Linked DNA regions of Sus scrofa: all the other regions are linked to region 1. A link is a contact called in public Hi-C data. All regions are on one chromosome and are shown on one strand. The core of a region is the stretch at or near the end of the contact, and the rest is flanking DNA. Distances in the headings are between cores, read along the strand shown.

The links. A called contact is a pair of places that touch in the nucleus more often than the background predicts.
Region 2: a Hi-C map of liver shows a contact between it and region 1, with 2.1 times the contacts expected there. The contact joins the promoter of FAM213A here to the promoter of TSPAN14 in region 1. A contact is called at or near these places in 2 of 5 promoter capture datasets (fetal liver and liver), 23 of 47 Hi-C or Micro-C datasets (adipocytes, adipose tissue, alveolar macrophages and 12 more) and 2 of 2 datasets of contacts at active chromatin or transcription factors (alveolar macrophages and skeletal muscle).
Region 3: a Hi-C map of skeletal muscle shows a contact between it and region 1, with 5 times the contacts expected there. The contact joins the enhancer-like site here to the promoter of TSPAN14 in region 1. A contact is called at or near these places in 3 of 5 promoter capture datasets (fetal liver and liver), 33 of 47 Hi-C or Micro-C datasets (adipose tissue, alveolar macrophages, blood and 14 more) and 2 of 2 datasets of contacts at active chromatin or transcription factors (alveolar macrophages and skeletal muscle).

The regions. Positions count from the first base shown.
Region 1 is chr14:82,303,168-82,307,650 of Sscrofa11.1, reverse strand. It overlaps TSPAN14 (tetraspanin-14), which reads right to left and starts at 2,057. Exons shown (of 9, transcript XM_021074409.1): 1 at 2,039-2,057. LOC102167252 (a long non-coding RNA gene) reads left to right here and starts at 2,049. Exons shown (of 4, transcript XR_001301044.2): 1 at 2,049-2,787; 2 at 3,686-3,853; 3 at 4,475-4,483.
Region 2 is chr14:82,247,290-82,251,772 of Sscrofa11.1, reverse strand. It overlaps FAM213A (family with sequence similarity 213 member A), which reads right to left and starts at 2,295. Exons shown (of 6, transcript NM_001244375.1): 1 at 2,120-2,295. LOC106506062 (a long non-coding RNA gene) reads left to right here and starts at 2,424. Exons shown (of 3, transcript XR_001301043.2): 1 at 2,424-2,642.
Region 3 is chr14:82,350,906-82,355,388 of Sscrofa11.1, reverse strand. TSPAN14 (tetraspanin-14) reads right to left here. Exons shown (of 9, transcript XM_021074409.1): 3 at 3,368-3,418; 4 at 1,493-1,639. Among named protein-coding and RNA genes, the nearest start is that of SH2D4B, 25 kb to the left of the region's middle. Within about 2 kb of position 2,463, at least 25 of the 83 cell types and tissues checked have an H3K27ac peak or open chromatin away from gene starts, as enhancers often do. A contact at or near this core is called in adipose tissue, alveolar macrophages, fetal liver and 4 more, where this site is marked.

The sequences.
Region 1 (4,483 bases), core at 808-3,307:
GGGGTGCTCTGCCCGCCTAGGCCCCAGGATTCCCTTCAAAATCAGGGAAGGGTAACCCAGGCACTCTGCAGGCAGTAACTTCCCCTACCTGGAGGTCAAGGGGAAGGGGAAAGTCTACTTTTGAAGATTTGGCAAGCTCCACCCACTCCTATCAGCCCAAGGACAACCCACATCTCTGAAAGGAGGAGGACTCCTACATAGCAAACCCCGGCGAGCACACCTGCAGAGTTGCCAACCCAATGCCCTATACTCATGGCCCAGAAAGACTTCGTCACCCTAGACAACAGCACGGGGGACAGTCATCAAGCTGGTACACACGGCCGAACTCATCACCGGTCTGCAGCCAGTCGCCAGGCCAGCACCGATCCAACCACTTCCCGGCGACTCCCCACAGCACTGACTGCTTCCTAGCCGGAGACCAACTTCGTGTCTCCCAGATGTGTCCCACTCCAAGTCCCTAAACACACACACACAAACACACACCGAACCCACCTGCACCACCATCACTCCCCGACAAGAAGCAGCGGCCCGGGACGAGCCAACTCTGGAGCCACAGACCCAACTCGACTGAAGCTCCAGTTACGTCAGGAGACGGGCTTTGCTCCCAAGCACAATCCCAAACGACCAACACGGAGAAGGTGAATCACCACCTACTCAATCTCTGGCCGCCCTGAATCTGTGCAGGGTAGAGTGAGACACACCGCCGGGGTGGGCGACTTGGAGCACACTCAAGGCGGGGCGGGGGAGGGGACCTCCCTCCCCGGTCCGCGCCACCCTCTCTACCCCGGCTCGAGCTCCGGGCGGCCGAGGGTCCGTGCCGGAGCCAAAAGGAGTGCTCGTCCCAGGGCTCGAAGCTGGGGAGAGGGGCAGAACCCTGAACGGCGGCGGTCCGGCCCCTCCCTCCCGGGTCGCTCCTACCCCCGCCCAGCCCCAGAGCGCACCCGACTGGGGAGGCGGACAGAGCAAAGGCGAAGGAACCTCGAGCGCCAGCCGAGTCTCCTGCTGCTGCTTTCACTCTGCTGGGCGCCCGAGTTCGGCTCAAAGGGGTCCGGGCCAAGGCCTCCAGCCCCTCGCGGGCGATCTGGGCAGACAAAGCCAGCGCCGCCCGCCGGGCCGCCCCGGGGAAGGGGCGAGGGATCCGGAGGGAACGAGCCCGGACCTGGCGATCAATCCTAGTCCCCAGAGGGCGCTCGGGGGTGTTGGCCTCAGACAATGGGGGGGCAAGGCCCGATGCTCCAGCAAGGGCTCGGCGTTGTACTTACCCGGGCGCAGCGGCAGCGTCGGCAGCGGCAGCGGCGGCGCGGCCGGGTTCGGCCGAGGAAGTTATAGCAAGTTAGGCGGCGCGGGGCGGGAGGGCGCGACTCAGGCCGTCCGAGCGCGGGGGCGGGGCGCCGAGGGGCGGGGCCGGGGGCGCGGCGCCCGGCGGCGTCCCAGAAAGGGGCGCCACTTCCCTGCGCCGCCGGCGCGGCCCCGCCCTTCGTCGCCCCGCCCCCGCCGATCGTCCCGCCCCCGCCCCGCCCGGCCTTCCAGCCCCCCGCCTCAGCAGAGCCTACGGGCCTAGTCCCCGACCCGCCCCTTTGTCCCGCTTTGGGCGGGGCCGGAGGCGGGGGCAGCCCGGCTCCGCGCTAACCCAGTGGGTGCGCCGCGCGGGCAGAGCGCTTACACTCACCCAATGTTGGGGGCTGAGGTGATAGGCGGAGGCGCGCGGAGGCCACACCAGCCTTGTCTCTGACCCTGGCGGAACTCCTCCAGCCTAGGAGACGCTCGAATTGTGGGGGCCGAAGGGAAGCACACCTTGAGGCTACGGGGTTGACTGGGTAGAGAGGTGAGCTCAGGGTTAGAAAAATGGCTGAACTGAAAATACTGGAAGCGGTCCTGCCGGGCCTCAGAGACTGGCGGTGGGGGTAGGCTTTAAGACAAAGGTAGTAAATTAACATTTATTTTTGTGCAAACCTGGCCGTAAAGACTGGCTCCTTGTAGTCTTTGTGCTAAAAATACCACGCTTTCTTCGGACAGCCGGCCTAGGTTTGTCCCTCACCTTCTTAAGGAGATGGCTGAGAGAATTCTTGAGAGGGAAGTGTGGAGGACTGCAGGTACAGCCTGTGGTGGAGGTATTCACACTGCTGGCTGGGCTCTGGGGTCTCAACCCAACTATCTAAAAAATGAGGCCCAGGCACACCACGCTGATCCTTAAACACATTCAGGTGGAGGTGATTTGTTCTGCTGGGTCTGTTAAAACTGGGCCAAGAGACTAGTTGCACCACATTGTAGTAAAAGCAACCAAAAGGTTAAGTCCAATGTAAGGAGGAGATCGTGAAAAGCAACTGTTCAGTCCATTCCCAGTTTTGGGTTGGTTTTGGTTGTTTGTCTTAAATTAAGGGGGATGCAGCCTGCCTGTGACACCCCAGGCAGCTCAGAGACCTTGGGGAACCTACCCACCCATTTGTCCTTAAGCAGAAAGAGAATGTTTGATTGAATGCCTGATCTGTGCCAGGCCCTCTTTTGATGCTGGGGATACAGCAGTAAACAAGACAACTAAGGCCTCTTGCTCTATAAAGCAGATTTTTGGTGGAGAAGACAAGTACTTGCAAGTTAAAGTAAATGCTGGAACAAAAACAAGGGACTGGAATAGAGAACAAGAGTTACTTTAGGTGACGACAGCAGGGAGAATGTCTTTTGAGGAGGTGATGTTGAAAATGAAGTCAAAAGAATGAGGAGATATCCTTGGGAAGAGCCAGGCAGAGACATTCCAAGTCAAGAACAGTTTGTGCCTAGGCCTTGAGAAAGGTAAGCTGTGCATGTGTCAAGGAGCTGAAAGAAAACCTGTGTGTCCAGAGTTGCAAGCCTGGGAAAGAGGACCAGGATGAAGTGGGGAGATGGGCAGGGGCCAGGCCATGCAAGACTGTATCTAGGAATAGAGACTTTTTTTTTAATGACCACACCTGCGGCTTATGGAAGTTCCTGGGCCAGGGATTGAATCCCAGCTACAGCTGCGACCTACGCAGCAGCTGTGGCAATGCTGAATTCTCAACCCTCTGCCCAGGGCATCAAACCAGTGCCTCCCACAGTGACCCAAGCCACTGCAATCAGATTCTTTTTTTTTTTTTTGGTCTTTTTATGGCCACACATGAGGCATATGGAGATTCCCTGACTGGGGTCGAATGGGAGCTGTAGCTGCCGGCCTACACCACAGTCACAGCAATGCCAGATCTGAGTCACGTCTGCAACCTACACTACAGCTCACAGCAATGCCAGATCCTTAACCCACTGAGCAAGGTCAGAATCAAATCTTCGTCCTCATTGATACTAGTCACATTCGTTTCTGCTGAGCCAGGACAACAGGAACTCCCTGCAGTCAGATTCTTAACCCACTGTGCCACAGCGGGAACTCCTAGGAATGGAGACCTTTTAATTAAACCATTGAATGGTTTTATGCAGAGGACTAACGTGTTTTGATTTTCTGCTGTGTAAAGCATAAATTGGGTGGGTGGCAGGCAAAAATAAAAGCAAGGGGACAATTAGACTGCTGTGGCAGCCCCAGCTAAAGCTAATGGTAGCTTGGACTGAATGGTGGCCTCACTAAAATGAGTGGTTGAGAGATGCTATTTTGAACATGGACACTGAGAGGATAGATGTGGGGGGAGGGAATGGAGAAACCAAAGATAATTTTCATGTTTCCGGCTAGAGTTAGAGGGTGAACAGTGCCTCGTATATTGGATGGAGTAGCCTGGAGGAGAGAGACTACAGCCCCAGGAAGCACATCAAGAATTCTGTTTTAGTCATGTTGTGTTTGAGATGCCCATAAGAAATCCAACTTGATTGTCCAGTCACAAGAAGCTCACCCAGGCTGAAGGTAGGGATTTGGGAAGCATCATTTTAAAGATGGTAAACGCCTTGGGATCTGAAGGGTAGGAGATAGATGCAGAATAGGAAAGGGTTCAAAGAGGGACCTAGAGGAGTCAGAGGAGCCAAGCAGGGAAGAAGGCTGAAAAAGAGAAGCTGATTGCCATGCGCTGTGGTGTGTAGGTCACAGACGCGGCTCAGATCTGGCATTGCTGTGGCTGTGCCATAGGCTGGGGGCTACAGCTCCAATTTGACCCCTAGCCTGGGAATCTCCATATGCCACAGGTGTGGCCCTAAAAAGTCAAAGAAAAAGAGAAGCTGAGGAGGCGAAAAAAGAACCTTGTGAGCGTTATATCTCAGAGACTGAGAAAGCAGTGTTTCCAGATCACTTACGAGGAAAGGGAAGATCCTTTGACTCTGATAACATGAAGGTCATTGGCACACATAATAAAGGCAGTGATCCTGGAGTAGTGGGGTGGGAGCCAGACCACAATAGAACTGTCGTATTTAGACAACTTGTCCAACAAAGAACAGAACTGGGAGGAGTCTAGAGAGCATTGTGGACTCATAGGCTTTGGCAGAGATGGCTGATGACCCTAACAGCCATTCTCCCCCATTTCCTTTATCATAGAATTTCCAG
Region 2 (4,483 bases), core at 1,046-3,545, 56 kb after region 1:
GGCATTGTTACTGCTGTGGCATGGGTCTGATCCCTGACCTGGAACTTTCACATGCCATGGGTTCAGCCAAAATAATAACAATAATAATAATAATAATAATAATAATAATGGCACTTTGAAGGGCTGTCAGAAAGAATACACTAGAAGAACAATGTGGAACACAATAAAGCACTACAGAATCGTAAGGCAGCAATGTATCCTTCTCTTCTTTGCAGGGCTCAGATTCACTCATTCTCTTATGACAGCAGGACATCTGAAGCAAAACAGAAACGAAACACTGAATAACTTCTCCAACTGTGTCACTGCAGGCCCACCTCCTGGCTGGAAGTCCTGGGTCTGGAGGGAACCCTGGTTTCTCTCAGGCTCCTCTGGCCTAACTGCCTACCCCACAAGGCATACTCCATGCTGCCCTTCAGCAGCCTGCCAGCACCAGGAAAGGCAAAGGGCCCTGCCCAGTTGTAATCCCCCTGTGCCAGAGGTCACTGAGCTCAGGGGTGAAGCTGGTTCCCTCACAGTGCCTCCAAGACAACTCTTGCCACATACACCTCAGCAGAGGGAGATTTGGAGTCTCTCTGCTCAAAATTTCACAAAAAGGCAAGTACTCAGCTGGCAGGAGAGCTGCCTTATTTCTGGGATACTGACAGAGCTTGGGGCATCGAGCGCCAGAATTCCAGTCCTCACCAAACTTTCCAAGCACCATTAAAATGACAGAAGCATATAAGACAAAATAAGAAATGTCTTCTTACCCCTCAGGAACCATGCAAAAAACCTCAACTTAATGTCATGCCCTTATAAAAAAAGGGCAATATGAAAGGGCCACACCAAAATTAACTCAAACCTAATGCAAATTCCTACAAGCTGTTAAGAATCTGAACAAGGCAAGTGTTTCTGCATTAGTAAAACAGGAATGCTTCCCAAATTACAAAACATAATCTTCTACAGAGTTATAGGAATCAAAGGATTAAATGTATAGGTGGTGCTTCGTAAGCTACCTTACAAAGAGTGACATAATGTGAGGTATAATTCTTGCTCACTTCTAGATTAGTCAATGATTGCCCCTAAAATGTTGTTTGTACACGAAATGATGGGTTTCTGATGACTGGGTATGTTCCAAGGAGTCTAGGTTTCTGGATCCCAATTCTCAGTCTCCAGAACAGGACTGAAGCGAGAATATCAGAGACTATACAGGCTGGCTCGTGGATAATGCTTTCCCAAATAAATCTGAAGTAAGTATTTTCTGTTTTTAGTCATCTGCCAAGCACAAAGAAAAAAAAAAAAAAAAAAAACTAGATTGAGAGCTAGTTTAGTTGGGCTAGAAAAGCCTGGTGTGGTAAGGAAAAGAGACCCAAAGTCAGCTGGGACTGAAACCCAGCTCGGCTTCTGCCCCTCCCCACAACCCCTGCCAGCCTGGTCCTTAACCATCTTCTTCAGCTCTGATCCCCGCAACAACCTTGAGGAGAGACTGTCCAGACCAATCACCGATGCCTTGTTCGACTTTTCATTCCCAGACTTCAGCACAATGTTTTACAGTTGGGCTCTTTTCAAAGTTGTCAGGGGTTTGAACCTTTGGGGGAAAGAGGCAAAACAGGTGCCTCTGAGACTATTAAAAAAGCAGGAAATCGCGGCCCCATAAAATACAGGACCCTATGCAAGCACAGGGCCCAGGATGACCTAGCTCTCGGTCTCCACCTGCACATCGCCGGCTGTACAGTTGGCCACCCCCAGGCAGCCCCCCAGGCCCATCCCAGGTTCGGCCCCGCAAGACGGACGCGCCAGGGCAGAGTCCCTTTCTCGGTTCTTTGACCAAACTACCCAGACGGGTCGTTGCCATCAGCCTCTCTCAAACCCCGGGGCCGCTGGGGGTTGGAAAGAGGGGGCGTTCTTGGCTAGACGATCAGTGCCGGCTCCCGGCTCCCGGTCTTCTGACCGCAAACACGGGGTTTTCCCAAGGAGCGCAGAGCGCTGGGGAGAGAGGGACGTCACTCACAGAGGCAAATAGGGTCCTGGATCCGGCCCTGCAGGTGCGCCTCCCGAAGGGCGGACCTAACCTGCCAGGTGTCCAGCCCACCCACGCGCGCCCATCAATCTCGATCGCCCCGCCCTGCCTCAGTTTCCTCACCTGCCTTCGCGGACGTCACGTGCCTCGCAGAGTCCTGAGCGCCTTACGTACCGCTGGAGTTTCCGTCCCTCCCGCCTCCTCTCGCAACACAGGACGCCGTGGGGGGTGGCGGACCAAACCTTCCCCAGGCCCAGGGGTCCCAGGGGTGGCCCCCGCGCCTGCGCAGGATCGCGCCTGCGCCGCCCCGCGCGCCTCCCTCACGTGATCAGCCCCGCCCCTCAGTGGCTCCGTGCCAGCGCCACTGTGGAGCTGTCGCCGGCTGCCAGCGCGCGTCCGACACTCTGCAGCACTGTGCTCTTTCTCAAAGCTCTAGCTCCGTTCAGTCCTTCGGGAGTGGTGACCCTAGACTCCTATCACTAGGAGCGCCTTCTGGAGCAAAAGGAGGCTCTACTTGGATCTGGAAGTCCTGTAGCTGAGGACAATCCCCATTTAGTCCTCAGCGAGTTTTTGAGCAGTTATTTTTGGACAGCTTGTTCTGTTTTTTGGCATGGGGAGGGGGAGTCTTTAGGACCGACGCATTCCGGTGAGTGTCCCTTAAATCTTTAGGAACAAATTCAGAATTTTGCCAGCATCTGACAGCATCCCGCAACCTCTTTCACCCGCAAAATGCTGGCTCTTTGGCAGAGGATGGTGAGTGGCGGCTGGACCACTGGTTCCTGGAATGTTGCCTGATTTCACAGATTGAGAAGTCAAGGTCTAGTTTGACCCACATTGTTCATCTACATATTTACTCGTGGTATGTTGAGTGTCCACACTGTTTTGTAAACGCAGGCGGTTGAAAGAACACCTTTTCGGAGACAGGAGGAATGATTCACAGTATCGCTGGTTCAACTGATCAGTCACAGGCAGTGTACAATGAAATAGCAAAGTTAGGCTGAGACACCCACTGATCAGAGGTGGCTCTCTGCCTGCAGTTGGCTCCCCTGAGTTCACCTGGCAACTGCCTACTGGTGTAAAAAGTCCAAAAGCTTTCTTGATTCACCCTTCTGACCTCCCATGCAGATTCCCGATTGCTTGTAAATTTATGGGTCAATAGAATCCATTCAAGAGATCACTACTTGGAGTTCCGTTGTGACACAGCTGGTTAAGGATCCCATGTCACAGTGGCTGGGATCCCTGCTGTGGTGAGGGTTCAATCCCTGGCCTGGGAATTCCCACATGCCACAGGCTCCACCAAAAACAAAACAAAAAAACCCCAAAGAGATTCATCAGTCCCTAACCAGCTTCTAAGTTCCTTTGCTTCATCTCTGGGACCCTGGTGCAGAAACTCTGCCTATGCCCACAAGTGCTAAACAGAAATTCAGAGACAAGAATTTTGGGTGAAGGAGAAAAAAATTGCTTTATTGCTTTGCCAGGCAAAGGAGGCCACAGCAGTCTAATACCCTAAAGAATGTGTCCTCCTTTGGGAGTGAATAGGAAGGGGTCTTAAAGTTTGGGAGTGGAAAATAGGGCCACAGATAAGGATCAGAGGAGATGCAAGCTTGTATTCTTCACAGCTGGTGTTTAGTGGCCCTGGAACTGATTCTGGTAGTCCTCCTCCTTTTTGGACTATAGAATGCTTCATCAAGTAGTTAACATCTTTCATTTGTTGGGGGTTTTAGTTCTGCAGAAGAACTCAAAGATAGTGTTATGCATATTCCTTGCCAGGACCCTGCCCTAAGGCTGCACTGTTGTTTCTGGACTGGTCTTTGAATCCTCTCCCTTCCCTGACTAGTAACTGTTTGAACTGAGGCCTATTCTTGCCTGGGAGCCCCATAGAGTCCTGCTCATTTGCTTTTTTTTTGGTCTTTTTATGGCTGCACTCACGGCATATGGAAGTTCCCAGGCCAGGGGTCAAATTGGAGCCGCAGCAGCTGGCCTACACTACAGCCACAGCAACGCCAGATCCTTAACACACAGAGTGAGGCCAGGGATCGAACCCGCCTCCTCACGGATACTAGTTGGGTTTGTAACCCACTCAGCCAAAACAGGAACTCCGGGGTCCTGCTTATTTTCAACCCCAGAGCCTGTTCCAAGGCCAGCTCGGAGGTGTACTTGGGAAGTGTTGTGAAAGAGAGGGTGTTTCTAGATTGGAGGTGAGAGCAATCATGCAGCCTTCTGGCAGGAGTAGGTATTTGATTTGAAGGCCTGAAACATTTGGCAGAATTTGATACAGTGTTGGTGTAGTCACAAGAGGACAGTTTACCACCAGAGGGCCTTTATCTGTCCTGCTTAATACCTTACCCTGTGAAGGGGGGAGGGGGAGAGAACTTATTCTGACTGTCCTGAAATAGGATATTTGGTCAACAGGGAGAAAGGGTGCAGGAAAGGCCACTTAGAATGGAACAGGAAGCCATTTCCCTTGGGTATGGGTCCCCAGAGACT
Region 3 (4,483 bases), core at 1,214-3,713, 47 kb before region 1:
TTGCTGTGGTTCTGGCGGAGGCTGGTGGCTGTAGCTCTGATTCGACCCCTAGTCTGGGAACCTCCATATGCCACGGGAGCGGCCCAAAGAAATAGCAAGAAGACAAAAAAAAAAATAAATAAAATAAAATAAAATGGAGATGGTCCTCCCCACCCATGTCACTGCAGTGCTGGCAGAAAGTCAGAGGAGTTGAAGTATTAAGAAGGCTCCAAGACAATGTCGGCCACCTCCTGTGAAGGAGGCTGCCCTACTCCAACAAGGAAAACCCATCATGGGAACAAATGCTATCCCACCCCACCGGGCCATCGGTTCTTTGAGGGCAGAGACTGTGCCCGAGCCATACTCTCTGACCAATCTCCCGGCGCACCCAGCCCAGCTGCTAGCAATCTCACCTGTCACCCCCACTTTAGGGAAAAGGAAACTGGGGCTCACTCAGGTAGGTAGCTGACTTAAGGTCACACAGCCCAGGCAGGACATCTGAGATCCCTGGCAGGGCTCTTTACAACTCTGGAGTTGTTGATATTATCAGTACCTACTCCATATGTGCAGATAGGATAGTCAACTGCAAAGAAAACTCTGCAGAAGAAACACAGCTGGAATTCTGTAAAGGCCACTGCAGCCACAGGTCCCCTCCTGCCGAGGAGGGGTTCCAGCTTGTAGAGTTTTGTTATCACAGCCATCATCCCTGGCCACACAGCACACTGGGCAGCTGCCACAACCAGCAACATCCCAAAGTAAGACATGTGTGCACGTGCACACACACGCCCCCCCCACTACCACACACGAGGGGCTCTGCAACGTAATCGCCATTCTCGTAGTAGCAAGATAACCAAACATAATAACTTTAAGAGAAAAAAAACCCCACGAGTTTTGCTTTTTAAATTAAGCCCAAAAAAGAGAAAGCTTGATCTAATAAATCCAACAAATAATATATTGCAAAACACGATTATGCGTTTTCCCCACCAGGTGCTGTTTAATTTTAACTGAATGCATTTCAAAATGAATGTGTATCTAAATATAAAACTATTCAAAGTTCTGCCAGGAAATTAAGGATTCTGCACTGCATACCCAACAGATTCCCTGGAGCCTAGAGGAGGGAAAAGATTTCCTAACATTCCGGACAATGTCCTTTGATCTTAGCCAGGAAGGGCAAAGGTGAGTAGCAAACAAACAACTCCTTTAGAATGTCTGTGGGTAGATAAAAGGCAAGGGAGTGGGAGGGGAGCAGGCCCGGCAAGCAGTCAACTCCACCTACTAGGAGCTGAAAACCAGAGGGCCCAGCTTCTCCCAGGAAGCAGCTAGTTCATCTTATCTTTTCCTGAAATCTTACCTTTTGGTGGGCAGCAGGGTACAAATGGTGGCCCACCACTGCCAGATCCTGGGGGAGGCTCATCAGAGCTGCTACCCCCTCTAGGTAAGGGCTAAGCCTGCCCAGCAGAGCCTACCCCCCACCTCCGGATCTCCTCCCACCCCCACACCTGGGGCCACTCACAAAGTTGAGCAGGCAGATGTTCTCCCGAAGGGCCCCCACGCAGCCAGCAAAGCCCAGTGTGAACATCACCACGCCCACCATCAGGACCAGCACCACAGGGTCAATCCCATGCATCCGGGTCACTTTGGTGAGGTCGGACAGCACCCCCTGAAAAAGGCAGAAAAAGCAGGGTTATATAAGCCTCGAAGAGAGTCAAGGGTGTGGGTAGGGAAAGCAGCTGTGTGGGGAACTAAATGAGGACAGGGACCTGCCTTCCAAGGCTCAATCTTCTCAGTAAAAGCCAGGTCAGAGCATGGCCCCACTGCCTGGCAGAACTTTGCCCACCTCAGCACCCCCTGCTGCCCTCCTACTCCTGGTCTCCATCTACGCTGTGAGTTCCTCCCAGACAGAACCCATACTTCTTTTGTAGCCTGCAGGGTACCTACGCCAGGCCTGGGATGGGAGGGGGCCCTGTGGCCTGTGGTCAAGGCATCCCAGGGCCCTGGCCTCTGGCAGCTGACGTAGCATCCAATTCATGGAGAACCCCACTATCCTGAGATGAAAAACAACTTCAGTATGAACACACTTGTGAAATATGCATCCACCAAGGACAGATAAAGGTAGCACTGTCCATTACCTTTTTGTGATAATGGAGATTTTGTATATCTGCACTATTCCAAATGGTAGCCACTGGTCACATGTGCTACTGGGCCCTCGAAATGTGGGCTAGTGGAACCAAAGAACCAAATTTTAATTTGTTTTTCATTTAAACTATTTATATATAATTAGTCACGTCTGGCTAATGGCAACCAAATGGCTCAGATAGAGCAGTTCTAGGATTCAAAAGAGGAAGGAGAAAAGAGCAGCCAAACCGGGCACCCAGCTGGAATCAGGCAGCCAGAATAGCCAAGCATGGGGCTAGCTCAGGATAGTCAGGCTCAGCAGCAACTGAGCTGCTGTTCCGAGGTGATCACACGGTGGCGCAGTAAGTCATGGTTTGCATCAACTTCGCAGTCACTGGGGCAAAGTGAAATAGCTCAGCATGCTCTTAAAGGGGCCCAAACTCAAAGGTGGACCTTATCCAGTTCTGAAGACCATGGCAAGAAAGCCCACAGACCTGAGCACTCCTGCTTCCTTCTCCTGGAAGCAAAAAGAGGTTCAAGAGGAGGTTTTAGCTCCCACTGTTTCCTGCCTGGCCTCGCCACCTCCCCAGCACCCACACACCCACAGAGCAGAAGGTGGCACTACAGCTCCCCCCTGCCCACATCTGATCTAGTCCCCTCCTTGGAGTTCCAACTGCCCCTTGCCCTTTCGGACAGTAAGAGAACCCGATCTCCCCTCCTCTTCTCTCTTCCACAGGGTGGGCAAAGAGCTCACAGGTGCTTTAGCTTTAGACCTGTCCCTATCCCACAGGGCACCCAGGGGCACATGCCTGATTTGGGAGTCCTTTCTGTGAGAACAAAAGATTCAGGTATCAACACAACTGTGCTCAGGGACCTGCTGGCTCCCAGAGGCACAGACAGGGTCCATTCAGAAGGTAGCCCCAGGTCTGCCCTGGATACAGCTGCAAACTAGCCCCAGGGTGACTTGGAGCTTCTGGGAACAGGAGAGGGCACTCCACACCCACAGGGTTCAAAATCCCAACCAGCCTAGCTTTGGCCTCTAGCAATGACCCAACCACAGGGAAGCAGAGCCAGCCACAAGACCCCAGGAGTTTTTATGATACATTCAGTAACTTCCAAAAGAAAGCTCTGTATAAAGATTAATGAGTGTAAATCATTATCTCACACAAGAGATGCTCTGTCAGGGAGGAGTATGGAGGGAGGGACAGTTAAAGCTGAAGGAGCCTGATTTGGGCGGCTTGATGCTCAGGGTCCTGGTGACAGTCACACCTACCTTTTCGCTCCATGCCCATAGTCCAACTCCGAGGAAGACAACTCCAGCCAACTGAGCAGGGGCAGGGGGAAATGTGAGAGAAAGAGAGAGAGAAATAAAGTTAGGTGGGAAACCAGCTCCACAAAAGTGCTTCTCAGAGGAGGGTCCTCACTGCTAGGAGGGGGAGGTTTCTGGCTCATGTCTCTGCTGCTTGGAGCAAGAGCAGGGCAGCCCAATGGCCCCTGCACATGGCAGGGACTCTACACCTGAACAAAGGGATGGTGACGCTCTTCAGATAACCCACACCTACCTTCCCTGACAAACTCCTTCAACCCCAGTGGGCCCCACACGCCAGAGAACAGAGACAAAGACCTTGGAGCAGTCTGTCTTGGAGAGACTATGGAGTCAGAGACATCAGAACAATACGTTTCTTCCCCTTTCTGCAAGGCCCCCACTCCTTTTTTTCTTTTCTTTTTTTTTTTTTTTTTTTTTTTTTTTGTCGTTATGTCTTTTTTAGGACTGAACCCACAGCATATGGAGGTTCCCAGGCTATGGGTCTAATCGGAGCTGTAGCCACCAGCCTATGCCACAGCCACAGCAACATGGGATCTGAGCCGCGTCTGCGACCTACACCACAGCTCACAGCAACACCAGATCTTTAACCCACTGAGTGAGGCCAGGGATCGAACTCGAGTCCTCATGGATGCTAGTCAGCTTTGTTAACCACTGAGCCACGACGGGAACTCCCCCACTACTTCTTTTGATGCACTACCTGGTGTGCAAGAAGACATGGCCCCTTGTGACGATGGCTGGTGGCCCCAGGTGCCTTCATGGGCTCCCAGGGCAGGTGAGGCTCTGAGAGGGCAGGGTGCCCCTGAGGCCTCCAGCCCTGGAGACAGACTCCAAGCACAGACAAGCAACTGCCCAGGCCATTTTGTAGGAGTGGCCCTTACACTCCGCCGGGTGTACGGCTGTGCTTGAAGAAACACTCCATTATGTCACTGAATTAATTAAAGGAGGCCTGCCCTGAGCCACGTGTTCACCCCAGAATAGTAGTGTCTCCCAAACCCTGACCTCCCACCCACAGGAATCCACAGCAGCTAAGCTGCCTCCCATGCACCAAGACAAAAAGGGCCC